Regions from separate parts of the Pan troglodytes genome. Here region 1 is linked to region 2. The links are chromatin contacts, called in public Hi-C maps. All regions are on one chromosome and are shown on one strand. The core of a region is the stretch at or near the end of the contact, and the rest is flanking DNA. Distances in the headings are between cores, read along the strand shown. Region 1 overlaps LOC129143765 (a long non-coding RNA gene). Region 2 holds the start of SPRY1 (sprouty RTK signaling antagonist 1).

Region 1 (6,386 bases), core at 868-3,367, 730 kb after region 2:
TATCTCGAAGAGAGGGTTGGGTTTACTGCAGGACCCAAACTAGGACTTCCAGCTACTCTTATCCAATATATTGCCAGGTTGATTCAGTTGATATCTGCTAACAGCAATACCTAATATTTTGCCTTTCATGCTAATACATAAATATTTATTCATATATAATACATATATTTTTATATAGAGAGAGGGTATTGGAATAAAAAAATGTATGTTAGAACTAGGGCAGCAAGAATGGAAACAGAATTTTAAAAAATCACTGTTATGGCAGCCATTCTGAAGATACAGAGGGATGATCAACTTAAAATTTAATAATCCCTATGGCTTTGGCAGTTTATTATATCAGCAAGGGTTCACATGTACGGTGTTGTTTAATATTATAACTGCATATATTGTTATTGCAAAGAATATTAGAATATATTATACCTATTTAAGAAATTTGTTATATTCACTTTAATGAATTAATTCCTTACAAAAAAAGAATTACTAAATTGATCATGTTCAATGATTTTTCTAAATAAGTCTAAGAGTATTTGACTGATTCTTCATTGCTTTCCTAAAGGATTTACTCTGTCAAGTCATATAAAATATAAAATTTCTTTAGTTGTCAGGGTTAGTTCAGATTCTTTACTCTGTATGAGTAACAGATTGCAGTGTGTTTGTTCTTCATACCCATTTGTTTGTAGTGTACATGTGAAAAGTATTAATGCATAATGAGAAATAGTACAAGTACTTTCTTTTGCAGGTATCTTGATAATTTAAGAACTTCATAGGTAAATGAAGATTTAAAATATTAAAATTTGGGGGAAAATTAAATATACGTTTAATACATTTTATTTACACAGTATTTGAATATATTCTTCTTACAATATATATTTTCAAATTATCTATAAATCCCCTCATATCATCACCCTCAATCCTGAGTTCTGGGGAAAAAAATCAGTTTACTTTCTCATTATTTGTATATGTAGATTGGACCATATGAAATTGTCTTCCTTGTGGATTAAAAATAGGTGAATATCAGCAATTTCATGTGTTTCAATGTAGCATTTTAATATTTGCATTTAAAAAATAAATACCATTATACTCTACTTATCTAATAGAATTTGAGTTTTTGATCAAATGTCTTAGAAAACAATTCTTTTAATTAATACATGATATCCTGAGGCATAAAATAAGCCATTCTCTCAATAACTAACCTTTGGGTTGTGCTACTTTTTTCACTGTAACTTATTTTACATATGTCCTTGAACAAATGAGTAAGTGTTTCCCTAAGGTAAATTCTAGAGGTAAAACTGTTAGGTCCAAAAGAATACACATTCTTTTTACTAGTTATTGCCAAATGCCAGTTCCTATTTAAAATCTCACCAAAATGTGAAAAGCAAATGACCTTGCTTTTCTAAAACCTTACTACTTTATTTTCCTGTTTAATTTTTTGTCCTCATAAGTTAAAAGATAGTTGTTTGTTTTAGTTTATGTTCCTCCTATTATTAGTGATATTATCTATACTGTTTACTTAGACATTCGTGTAAATTGTACACACACACAAGTCTCTCTTACCTAAGAAATCCAAGACTTTTAAATATGAGCATTTTCTAAACATTCCAAACAGTTATGTATAAGGAGGAAATGGCTCCTACATGTAATGTCACTACTTTTACAGATGATTTAAGCTGTTCAATTCTTGGCAAGTGTTATTTTCAACCTTCCTTCCCCCTTCCTCATACAGGATCAGTTATAATTTATCAGCTCAGTAAGAGTTTCAGTCTTAAATGTGTTTCCTAAAAATGACTTATTTCTTCTTTAAAAAAAGGACTTTTTACTCTGGGCCAGAATATAGTGACTGAAGTTTATATTCACCCTGTATTTACTTTAAAATGAACTTTTTATAAATTTTGATAACTTTTCTAGAAATGCATTAACATGGAGATGTAACACAAACTTTCTGACTCAAACCACTTAGACAGGCAGGTTTGGCATCCTCCTGAAACTGAATAGGTATGGAAACTGTGCTTCTTGACCCCTAAACATTCTATCTCAAGTCTGTCTGTTGCTAGTACAAAGACAGGGGCTTCATGAATTTTATACCTGAGCCAGGCTTCAAAACTGGCTGGGAAAATGGAGTAAGAGTGACCTTTAGTGGCCACTTTGAGTAATCACAAAGTAATTTATGTCTCAAGGGGACGGATGGACATTCTGTTTGCATGACTTCTTAACACAGCAATGTAATAAGTTGGAACTGGCTAACCATGAAACATTTATTTGACTTTTTATGTCACTCTATTCTAACAGAAAATCAAAACCCTATGAGTCATTGTTCAGACAGCTGAAAAGGTAAATTTTTAATTGGTAAATGGAAATCTAGTCACACCTATTAAAGTGACTTTGGGGCTTCAATGCCTAAATCCGCTCACAAACAGATTTGGAAAAGTACCATTTAATTGAGGCAAAAATCCTTTGCTTTCCATGGGTTGATAAAAGCCACCTGGCAGTCTTTTGAACCTCAGAACTAAGCAGCAGGGGGAGGAGTTATGTATTAGCACCATATCTGATCTTAGAAAAGAAAGACTCTCTCCCAATGAGAATGAAAGTCACTATTAATGGGAATTAAATGTTCAAAACGTATATTTTTCTTTTTGTCAGGAATATTAGTGCTTACTTCTTTTCTATAATTCCACCTTAAGATGTAGAGAGCATCTCCATAATTAAGACATTTCACTCATAAAACCTAGGTATTGCTTTCTTAAATACATAGTTTCTCTCCAATAGAAGCACTTTCTGGTGAAAGATATATCAAACGCTTTATTTCTAATAAACCTCAAATAAAAATGTGACTAAGCAGTCAAATCAGCTAGCTCTTCTACATCCTCCTGAGTTCAATTAGCCCCTGGAAACTCAGGTGTATTTGCTGAGCTTGTTGCAAGGATAGATCCCCCAAATAGAGAGAAGCTGTCTATGCATGCCCTTTCTTTTCTCCCACATTCAACAAGTGGGAAAATACTTTCTTCTCCCATGGAAAAGGGTGAGTAGGGGCTGGAAAGAAGTCACGAGGGTGATTCTTGGGAATAAGGTTTCCTTCTACATTATTACAGACAGCCCAAATCTAAAACAACAAACAACATTTCCAAGTATACATTTGAAAGATTCTCTCCTCATAGCACACATTTGTTTTTAAAAAGCAACTACTATCTTAGTCACTGTTAACAGGGCACATTTACTTAAAAGATTTCACAGGAGTTGTCAGCATATTTAGATCACAGGCCTTTTTTTACAGGAAAGTGCACAGTTCATCTTTAGCTGCTAATATCTCAGAATATAGACTTCAAGACAAGAAATGATTGAAAAAGACAAAGATGATGTTTATATACTGGTAAGGAAACAATAAAGGAAGACATAACCATCATGAGGATGTATTCCATAATAAAACCTCAAAGTATATAACGTCACAACTAACAGAAATGCATGGAGAAATAGATATATTAACCATTGTAGTTAGAGATTTTTAACATTACCTTTCAGAAACCAAGAAATCAAACATAAGAAAAAAAGAAAAAAGGCAAACATAGCATATGTAAAAAATATAATGTGCAAGTTTAAACTATTAGATATTTATACAGCTGTAAACCTAACAAAGATAAAATATGCATTTTTATTATAAATTGATAATTCATAAAAATTGACTTCTACTATTGCTCAAAGGAATCTTCAATAAATTCCAAAAAAGCAAATAACATACTGACTAGGTTCTTTGGCCATAATATTATAAAATTAGAATGTAGCTAACAAAATTTTGTATTTATAAAAGCAATAATATGTGTTTCAGATTTCAAAAAGGAAATAATGAGGAAAATTATAAAATATTTAAAACTTAAAGAAAATGCATCTATGACATAAATGGTACTTAAAAATTTGAGCTTTAGAAAGTAACATTCTTCAGGAAGTAAAAATTAACTCAAAAAAATAAGAGAGAAGAAAATAATAAAGAGCATTATAATCAAGAACTTGCTAGTAAAGTTGCATACTTATATACAGGATAAATTATGGGAAAAAGTATTAAATGTCAAAAAGGTAGAAGAAGAAATAAAACACTCAAACAGAACAGTGCAATTGAACTGATAATCAAAGTCTTAGAGCCTCCCACAACTGCTCAAACCCAGATTGTTTTATATTTGACATTAATCAACATTTAAGAAATAGTTATTTTTTATATTATATGTGTTTCTAGAAATGAGAAAACTGCAAAAGCTGTCCACCTTATTCTACAGGGTTAGTAGAATCTTGGTTTCACAACTAAGCAAGAACAAAAAATAGTAAGGATATTATTGGGATATTTGCCTTAGAAACCTAGAGGCAAATATCCAAAACAAAATATTAAATAAATAAATCTAACATATTAAAAAATATACCAAAATCAAATGGTATTTTTAATCCCAGAAATGAGAAGATGATAAACATGAAAAACTCTTTCAATATTAAAGCTCTCATTAATAAACTGAGAAAGAAAATATGAGGATTTTAAAAGATGCAAATAGTAATTTGATAAATTTTAACATATTTATAATAAATAATTAGAAATGTAGAAATAAAATATTCCCTAATTTGAAAGATATTTTATATCAAAGTACCAGTAAATAGCATCCTTAGTGGAGAAGCTTAAAATATTTCCTTTAACATCAAGGGTACACATAAAACAAAGTTATCCTCTATCATTGCCACTATTTAGCATAAGACTAGGTTTCATTCAACACTCAAAGAATTTAAAAAGAAGAAATAAGAGGTGTAAGTCCTCAAGGAAAAGAGGACTATATTATGTTCATACAGTATGATTACCTATAAAGAAAAACCAAAGGAATCATTAGAAAAAAATAGAATAAGAGCATTCAGCAAGGTTTCTGGGCACAGGATTGACTAAGAAAAAAAAAACAGTAGCATTTATCTGTTCTACTAATAAGCAACTGAGAAATATAAAGTGTCCATAAATTTACTTAATAAAGAATATATGATACTTCTATGGAGAAAAAAATCTAAATTTCAGTAGAATAATGTGCAAAGAGTTTAAGAGACAGTTCACAGATGAAGATTGCAAAAGGTTAAAAAGTAAATGAGAGAGTCTCAAGCTCGTTGGTAAATAAAATGCAAATAAAAGCAACAATTGTAGATGTAAAACTCTATAGAATTTTACCATCAGTTTAGCAGAATCTTGAAAGGTGAGATACTCATAGCTATATAGAGTTATAGGTATCCTCCATGCACTGTAGGTGGGAGTATAGATTCCTACCTTTCAGACAACCATTCTGGAGAATAACTTGGCAATATTTAAACAGAGGAAATGCATATTCCACTACTCACCAGTCTTGCTCCCAGATTAATATTCTATGGAAATAAAGGTTATATGTACAAATGGTGATATGCACAAAAATTTCCAGAATTTTTGGAATTTGAGCATACTTCTCTGATAGAATGGTTAGTGAAATAGTGTGGGTGCATGCTTTAGAATATTGTAGCAGCACTTGAAAGGCTCATACTGGATATATAAATAGAAACAATCATGGGTGAGTCTTAAAAACATAGTGATGAGTTAAGTAAAAAAATTCATATTTATATAAATTAAAATACATATATAAATACAAAATAGTAATACATATTTTATGAGAATTTGTACAAGAAAAAATACTACATCAAAAGCATTAGGAAAGTAGCTTACAATGGATGGTATGGCATGGAGATAAAAAGGTGTAAATAAATAATACAAAAGAGGGGACATTTGTTCTATGGATCAATGACAATTGTATCATAAACAGAAGAGTGCGATTAACCCAAAGCTATGTATTTGAGGTAAAGAGGAAAAAAAGGCTTTAGATAATCAAGGAACCTACATATGGTTAAAAAAGAGAATGTTTTATTGTTATTTCCATCTGATACAAAGTATTATGGGACTCTGTTATTTTAAATAATTAAATCTGAAAATCCACTTAACAGTACTCATAAATGACCATATTCTGAAAGCAAGGAATGGAAAAAAAGGACCATTATCTACTTCTGAGAGTGAGGACTAGCTAGCCCTCTTTCCCCTCATGTGTGATATGTTACTTCTGGCATACTGACAGAGTGGGGCAACAGTATCCATCTTATATTACATGTTAGAACATTTTAGTACTTTCTTATTCTGGCACATCTGTGGATCATTTAGTGCATGTCCACTTTGAAGACCACTGTTCTAAAGGAGTATCAACCAATCTGATGAACTAATTTGAACATAGTAATGTGTATGTTTATATGCAGCATATATGTAAATGCATATATGCAATCATCCTTTTCTGAAAACTTTTCACATTACAATTGACCCTTGAACAACATACATTTGAACGGCACAGGTCCACTTATATGTGAAT
Region 2 (6,631 bases), core at 3,694-6,193:
TAATTAGTAAAATCTTTAATATATAGTAGGGATGCAGTTTATCTGAACTCTTGTCACTTTTATTCTCTCCAAAGGAATATGGCACTTAAGAAATAAAGCGCACCAATTTAGGACACTTCCAGGTATATTTCTTTCTTTTCTGACAACTTGCAGAAAAATAGAATCGCCTGTGACAACGTACACAAATGATTAGTTGAATTATAGAGCTGACACAAACTACAAATCATTCAGTGTAATTTACTCAACATATTGCTTGATTTGCCCACTTCCAGAATTTGAAACCAATACGGAACATTCGTATTTCAAATAAGGCAGAAGGATGAGAATTACGCTTATGAAAATGAAGAGAATGTTTATGGAAAATTTACAGAATAGGTTGGTCTATTTCTGTCAACTACAAAGATTGTTTACAAAAGGAAACTGAAAATAAAATGGCCTATCCTTGCCAGCTTTTCTTGGGAAGTATAGTAATATAGTGACTATTGCCCTAAAAGGAAAGTAAAGAGAACTTAGTTTCCATTACCGGTCTTCATTGATTTATTACATGCTTATAGGCTAACTCATCAATGTCTGTGATTATTTAGTTTATGTGTTTGTTTCTCAACAAGATAAAAGACTGTGATACATTTATTTATCATGACTTCACAGAAACATTAGGAGAATTAATAACGTATTATTTTTCAAAAGCTCGGAACACATGATTGTTATTTTTATTTTGGCAAATAAAGTAGATACATGAATAAGTTAAGCTTCCTATAACTGTATTAATTTTTTTTTTCTTTTTGAGGCGGAGTCCAGCTATGTCGCCCAGACTGGAGTGCAGTGGCGCGATCTCGGCTCACTGCAACCTCTGCCTCCCGGGTTCAAGCGATTCTTCTGCCCTAGCCTTCTGAGTAGCTGGGATTAGAGGCACAGACCACCATGTCCAGCTAATTTTTTGTATTTTTAGTAGAGACCAGGTTTCGCCATGTTGGCCAGGCTGGTCTCCTGACCTCTGGTGATCAGCCCACCTCAGCTTCCCAAAGTGCTGGGATTACAGGCGTGAGCCACCACGCCTGGCCATTTTTTTTTTTAATCACTAGAAGTTGTGAGGAGTTACTGAATTTTTTTCATTTCACTTTATTCTTTTTCAAAACTCAAATTAACACAAGCGATGGCTAATCTTGTTTTCACATGAAAATTAAGGACAAGTCAGGGCTCACTTTCCATTCCACTTTATTTAGACATATCTTAATAAACTAAAAATTATTATAAGATTTTTCCCATTGATATTTGCACTGTTTTTCATTTTTGGAAAAATTTCATACTCCCGTTATCCATTTTTAGTCAAGTTACAATGTAATTAAACTTACCAAGTGAAAAACAATGTATACTTTAAGCTAAAAATTTAGAATTTCTACAAAGTCTTATAGTTGCGGGGAATCAGGAGAGGCAGGTTTCATTCAATGTCTTTTAGAACCAAGGTGACAGAGCTATACGTACATTTATTTGTAATGTAATATTTAGAGAAAAACATATTAATGCATTTTAGTGCTAAATGACATGGAGGGTTATTGATCAACTCTGTACAGCATATTTAATTTCTTAATACAACATGACCCATGGTGATGGTGTTTTAGATAAAAATCTCATGGATTTGATTATTATAATTTAAAAATACTTGATCTCATGAAAATTATTTTAATACATTTCTGGTTGAAATAGAGTGTATTTGCAATAGAAATCTTTCAAATATATTTTGTAGGATTTATGAAGGTAGAATGTTCAGTGCTCCCTCTCCAGGTTTTATCATATTGGTGAACTGACCTCTCAGCTCACAACTGTGGTAATAGTTTTGAAGAACCAAATAAGATACTCTGATATGATATTCTATTTTTGATTTGTCTATTCCAATTACATTCACAAGAAACCTATCCATCACTAGTAAAATTTCATTACATCCCCAAATCTAATGAGATCTATGAAAAAAATACAATGAAATCAATTTTATTCTTTTAAATAGCCTATTTTAATACAATTCATAATATTAAGAGTGAATATGTAGCTTTTTGGCTTGATTCTTATTCTATGCTATTTTTTAGTGATGCTTTTTTATTGTTATTCATGTTCTTAACAATGCTCTGTGTTCTTTAGAGGCAATTCCAAACACAACTTTAATTTTTGAAAGTGCTCAGACATTTGAAAGTCCTGCGTGTGCGTGCGTGTGTGTGTTATGTATGTATATATTTATAGTTTCAACAGAACCATTTGCTATTGTAAATAAGGAGACTAAAAATGTACTTTGAACTAAAAATTTCCATACTTATATGTATATATGATTTAGATTCTAGAGTTTTGTTATTGTTTGCTTTGTTTTGCCAGACTTTAAGCTACTCCTGATATATAGTACCTGGAAAAATATTTCCTTTCCACTAAGTTTTTGGTCTTTAGGTGGCTTTTAAAAGTTTCTACGGAACCTTCAATTCCACAAAAAGTTATCCTCACTGCAGCATGAAAAGGCACAACTTTGATAATAAATGCCTAAAATCCCATAGTTTGTAAGAAAGTAGAAAGCAAGTTTCCTAAAGTGTTTTTTTCAGTCATATCAGCTATTACTAAGAATTATAAAACTTCTTGATAAATTTTTTCTATTCTAATTAATTGACTTTTAGCTAATTAAAAAATATACGGGTTTGTATTTTTTGCAAAATTATACAACTATATTACAAAATTGAAAGAATTTGGTTTTTTCTCCATGTGCTTGATTTTTGGGAAATCATATAACAAGCCAAGGTAAAGCAATTATTTAAAAAACCCACAGCAGAAAATTTCACCTTTATTACATATCCTTATATTACATTTGCAGTAAGGAGTGCCACCTTTTGAACTTTAGGTTTCACATATTCTGAACTTTGTTGTAAATAGGAACTGTAATGTTATATAATCATCTTTTTGTGTCAATATACGTTTTCCCTCTAGTTGGTCAGAAGTGATGGCTTGGCATACAACTTTTTTCATTTTCTTTTATTCTTCACAATTCTTTTCTAATTCAACTTAAGAGTAGAGTCCACCAATCCTTTTAATTGAGATCGACAACTAAAGATTGCTAACCAAATCCGAATGTATTCCTCTATGACAAACTGCATTTGCAGAATTTTTAGAGGCACTCCCGAAGTTTTAAGAGGATGTTTATTACACGAGTCTGTAGGGCAACATTTCCAAGTTGGTACACATAAACGAAAGAGGAAACGATAGTTAAGGAAATCCTGTTCCAGGTTTTCGGGCAGCCCGAGTGATTGACACATGATATCACCGGAGGCGTGTCCCGGAGTGGAGGTGGAGGTGGAGGCAAGGAGCTGAAATTCCGCGGAGCCGGAGTGAGACCGCTCTGTAAAGCACGCAGTGGTTTGCAGAGTGATTATCAGCTTCCCTGCCCTGGATAAGGAACAGCTACAGTCGCTGTTAAATGTGCCTGAAAAGCAATTTGCAATCTTTGCATTAGGTAAGTACCGTTTCCTTCCGTAGACATTTTAGGAAAGATAAGGTGAGAAATGTTGACTTTTGCAAGGAACTGAACATTTATTTATTTGAACTTGCTTTCCAGCTAAGGTTACTGGTTGCATTTCAAAACACCGGTAGCATTCCCACTGCTAAAACTAATGCTCTTAAAGTAAATGCTACCGCTAAAAGAAAAAGCAGGGTCCCTTTCACCTTTCCTTAACCGAACAGTAGACGTTTAAAGTCTGAAACGATCGAATTTGTGAAACACAGAGCCGTTAATGCCTTTATGCGAAGAGGGGCTAGCACTCGGTGTATGGACCAAATGCGTGTTTGTTTAGGCATTGTTGGCGACCGAAGCCCGAGCGAAGCATTGGTTTAAAACCTGAATTTCCCGTCTCTGTGTATTGATTCCTAACGCGCAGAGGCGTTGCTTGAACGTTGTTTGAACTCCTAGGCATTCCAGGGGGCAAAAGCACCTCGGCAAAAACGTGCAGGACTGCATGTTACTTTGGTTCGCGGCTGACACGCCGACTGTGCGCCGGCCTGTCAATCACTGGGAGCAGCAACAGGGAGCACATGGCAACGGGCTGCGGGCGAGCTGGCCAGCGGCCCGCCCCGGGTCCCAGCCTTTCGAAGAAAGGGACATTCACAAGCTTCTATCTCTAATTCTGTGTCGCAGGCATTTCGGCCGTGGAACCCCAGGCTCGGAGGACTGGGTGTGAGCGCTGCCCGGGAGAGGCTGACCTGCCGGGACCGGAGTGCCCGGGGACGCTGTGCCCCCACTTGCCCAACGTGCGGAATCGGCTAAGCGCGTCGGCCTGCGCGGGGGACAAGGGACGACGCCCGCCTTTCTCTCTTCGAGAAGGATCCCCAAACCTCACTCTCTTCACTCCTCCCCGCTAAAAAAAAAAAAAAAAAAAAAAAAAAAAAAAGGGTAAAAAAATCCCCCTCCCCCTCCTGGCCGCGGCAGCCTCTGCCTGGCAGGCGCGTGCTCCGAGGTCTCGCCGGGGTACTGCGCGGCTCCGTGATCCACCCGCCGACGCCGGTTCGGGCCCCGACCCGGGCGCTGCGGAGTCTCGAACGCCCGTGACGTGGATTTTTCGCTCGTCAGGAGGCCGCCATCCCTTCCTTCGTTCCTTGCGAGGAGCGACTAGAACCCGAGTTCTCTGAGCACACCGTGCCGTCAGCTGGCCCGTCACGCACTCGACTCCGCCACTCCCCTACTTGTTTTTCTGAGACTTGGGGAGCCTTCCTGAAAGGATTTGTAAAAACTGGTTCTTGGAAAGGGGCTGCAGGAGAAGACCTCCCGAGGTGGATGTTACTGAGCCGCCCGGCGAGCACCAGCCGTGAGAGGTCCGGGCCCGGCCGCGCGGAGCCGCGGGAGAACTGCCCTCCGCAGCCGGAAGGGGGCCGCGGGGAGCGCTCCTGGCCGGTGGCGGCGGGGGCGGGGGAGGCCGCGGGCCGAGGCGCTCCAGCTCCGGCGATGCCGCCTCGCCCTCCCCGCCGCGGTTGATGCGGCACGTGCACGCCGCCGCCCGCACCAGGACCTGGGCCGGGTCGCACGGCTTGGCCCCCGGCCATCGCTTCGGCTTAGGTGAGTGTGTGCGGCGGCCGCCCTCGGCCCGCTGGGCTGTAGGCGCGCGGGCGGGGCTCGCTCGGCGCGGCAGGTGCGGACTCGGCGGCGCTGCTGCCCGAGCCAGGACTCCGGGAGAGGAGGGGAGGGGAGGGACGACCTCGCTCGGCGCGGCCCCTCCCGCCGCTCCCTGCCCCCTGGGGGCGGCGGCTTCTGGGGGCTCAAGGTTGGGTGGCGGGGTGGGCGACGGTCCGCGGCTGCGGAACGTAACAGGACAGGGTCTCCTCCATCCCCGATTACCCGGAGCGGCGGCGCGGTGGCCCAGGTTGTTCTCTCGGAGAGCCCTTCACGCCCAAGGGGGATTTCAGGCGGCTCTGGGGATGTCCCCGGGGGCCCTCTTTGGAGGAGTGTGCGTCAAGCAGGGGGACGACAAAGGCTGTGTGTGTGCGTGTGTGTGTGTGTAGGCACATCTCCGGAATTCGCCGATTATCCCCTCGATAGAATTAGGCAGCCCCAAAGCCAGCCGCAACTTTCTTCTGGTTTGGAGCTCAGTGCAAAGACAGGGGAAGGGAGAGGGCACTGCCACTTTAAAAGTGGGGAAGTCGGCCGGGCGCGGTGGCTCACGCCTGTAATCCCAGCACTTGGGGAGGCCGAGGCGCGCTGATCAACTGAGGTCAGGAGTTCGAGACCAGCCCGACCAACTGATGAAACCCCGTCTTCACTAAAAATGCAAAAATTAGCCGGCCGTGGTGACGCGCGACTGTAGTCACAGCTACTCGAGAGACTGAGGCGGGAGACCCGCTTGAACCCGGGAGGCGGAGGTTGCAGTGAGCCAAGGTCGCGCCACTGCACTCCAGCCTGGGAGACAAAGTGAGACTCCGGCTCAAAAAAAAAAAGTGGGGAAGTCCGCCCTCCTGAGCTCATGGTAACCTCAGCCTCCTCCCCTCCTCCTACCAGAGAGAGGGAGAAAGAACTTGTTTTCATTCATAACTTTTTCCTTTTCCTTCTTCCGTCAACTATTTATTCAGTGCGGATTGCAGAGGGCGCAGCTCCACCGTGGTAACTTGCAATGTGGCCGCCCCTGCGCTGGCTGCTTTCTCCTCGGCCCTCGGTGAACCCAGCTTTTCCTTTAAAGCATAGACAAATCCTTGCTTAGGGTCAGCCAGACCGTGGGCTTGCTTTGGGCTCCCGCGTGGACGCTGAAGACTCTTCATGATTTGTCAGAAACCTTGGTGGGCCACGCAAAAAGTGTGTTGGAAATCCACGGTGATCCTTAGTATGGTGATGGGATTGTCCGAAAAGGTATTCTACTTCCATTCGCGTTTTCTTGGGGAAGGCAGTGTGCCGAGCGCGTGTGAGCGTGTTTGGGGCTTGTCCAAGACTGTCACTGCTTGAAAATGGGCTTTTCTTCGGATCGGAGGTGGCGAATTTTCTTTGCTTTTAATTTTTTTGTCTGGCAACTTCATTTCCCAGCCAGTATGAAGTTTGTTACAACTATCATTGGAAATGCAAATTAAAGTTGTGCCTGGTGTTATGGGTTACACTATTCAAATCCTCTACGGTTTTGTGAATCTGGCT

Evidence for each region. A called contact is a pair of places that touch in the nucleus more often than the background predicts.
Region 1: a Hi-C map of stem cell-derived neural progenitor cells shows a contact between it and region 2, with 15 times the contacts expected there. The contact joins the enhancer-like site here to the promoter of SPRY1 in region 2. A contact is called at or near these places in 2 of 7 Hi-C or Micro-C datasets (blood and stem cell-derived neural progenitor cells), 1 of 1 datasets of contacts at active chromatin or transcription factors (stem cell-derived excitatory neurons) and 1 of 1 other capture datasets (stem cell-derived neural stem cells).

Annotation. Positions count from the first base shown.
Region 1 is chr3:125,297,169-125,303,554 of NHGRI_mPanTro3-v2.0_pri, forward strand. The region is part of intron 3 of LOC129143765 (a long non-coding RNA gene); the gene reads right to left. Among named protein-coding and RNA genes, the nearest start is that of ANKRD50, 600 kb to the right of the region's middle. Within about 2 kb of position 2,118, at least 1 of the 24 cell types and tissues checked has an H3K27ac peak or open chromatin away from gene starts, as enhancers often do. A contact at or near this core is called in stem cell-derived neural progenitor cells, where this site is marked.
Region 2 is chr3:124,568,889-124,575,519 of NHGRI_mPanTro3-v2.0_pri, forward strand. SPRY1 (sprouty RTK signaling antagonist 1) reads left to right here and starts at 4,944. Exons shown (of 2, transcript XM_517428.8): 1 at 4,944-5,074.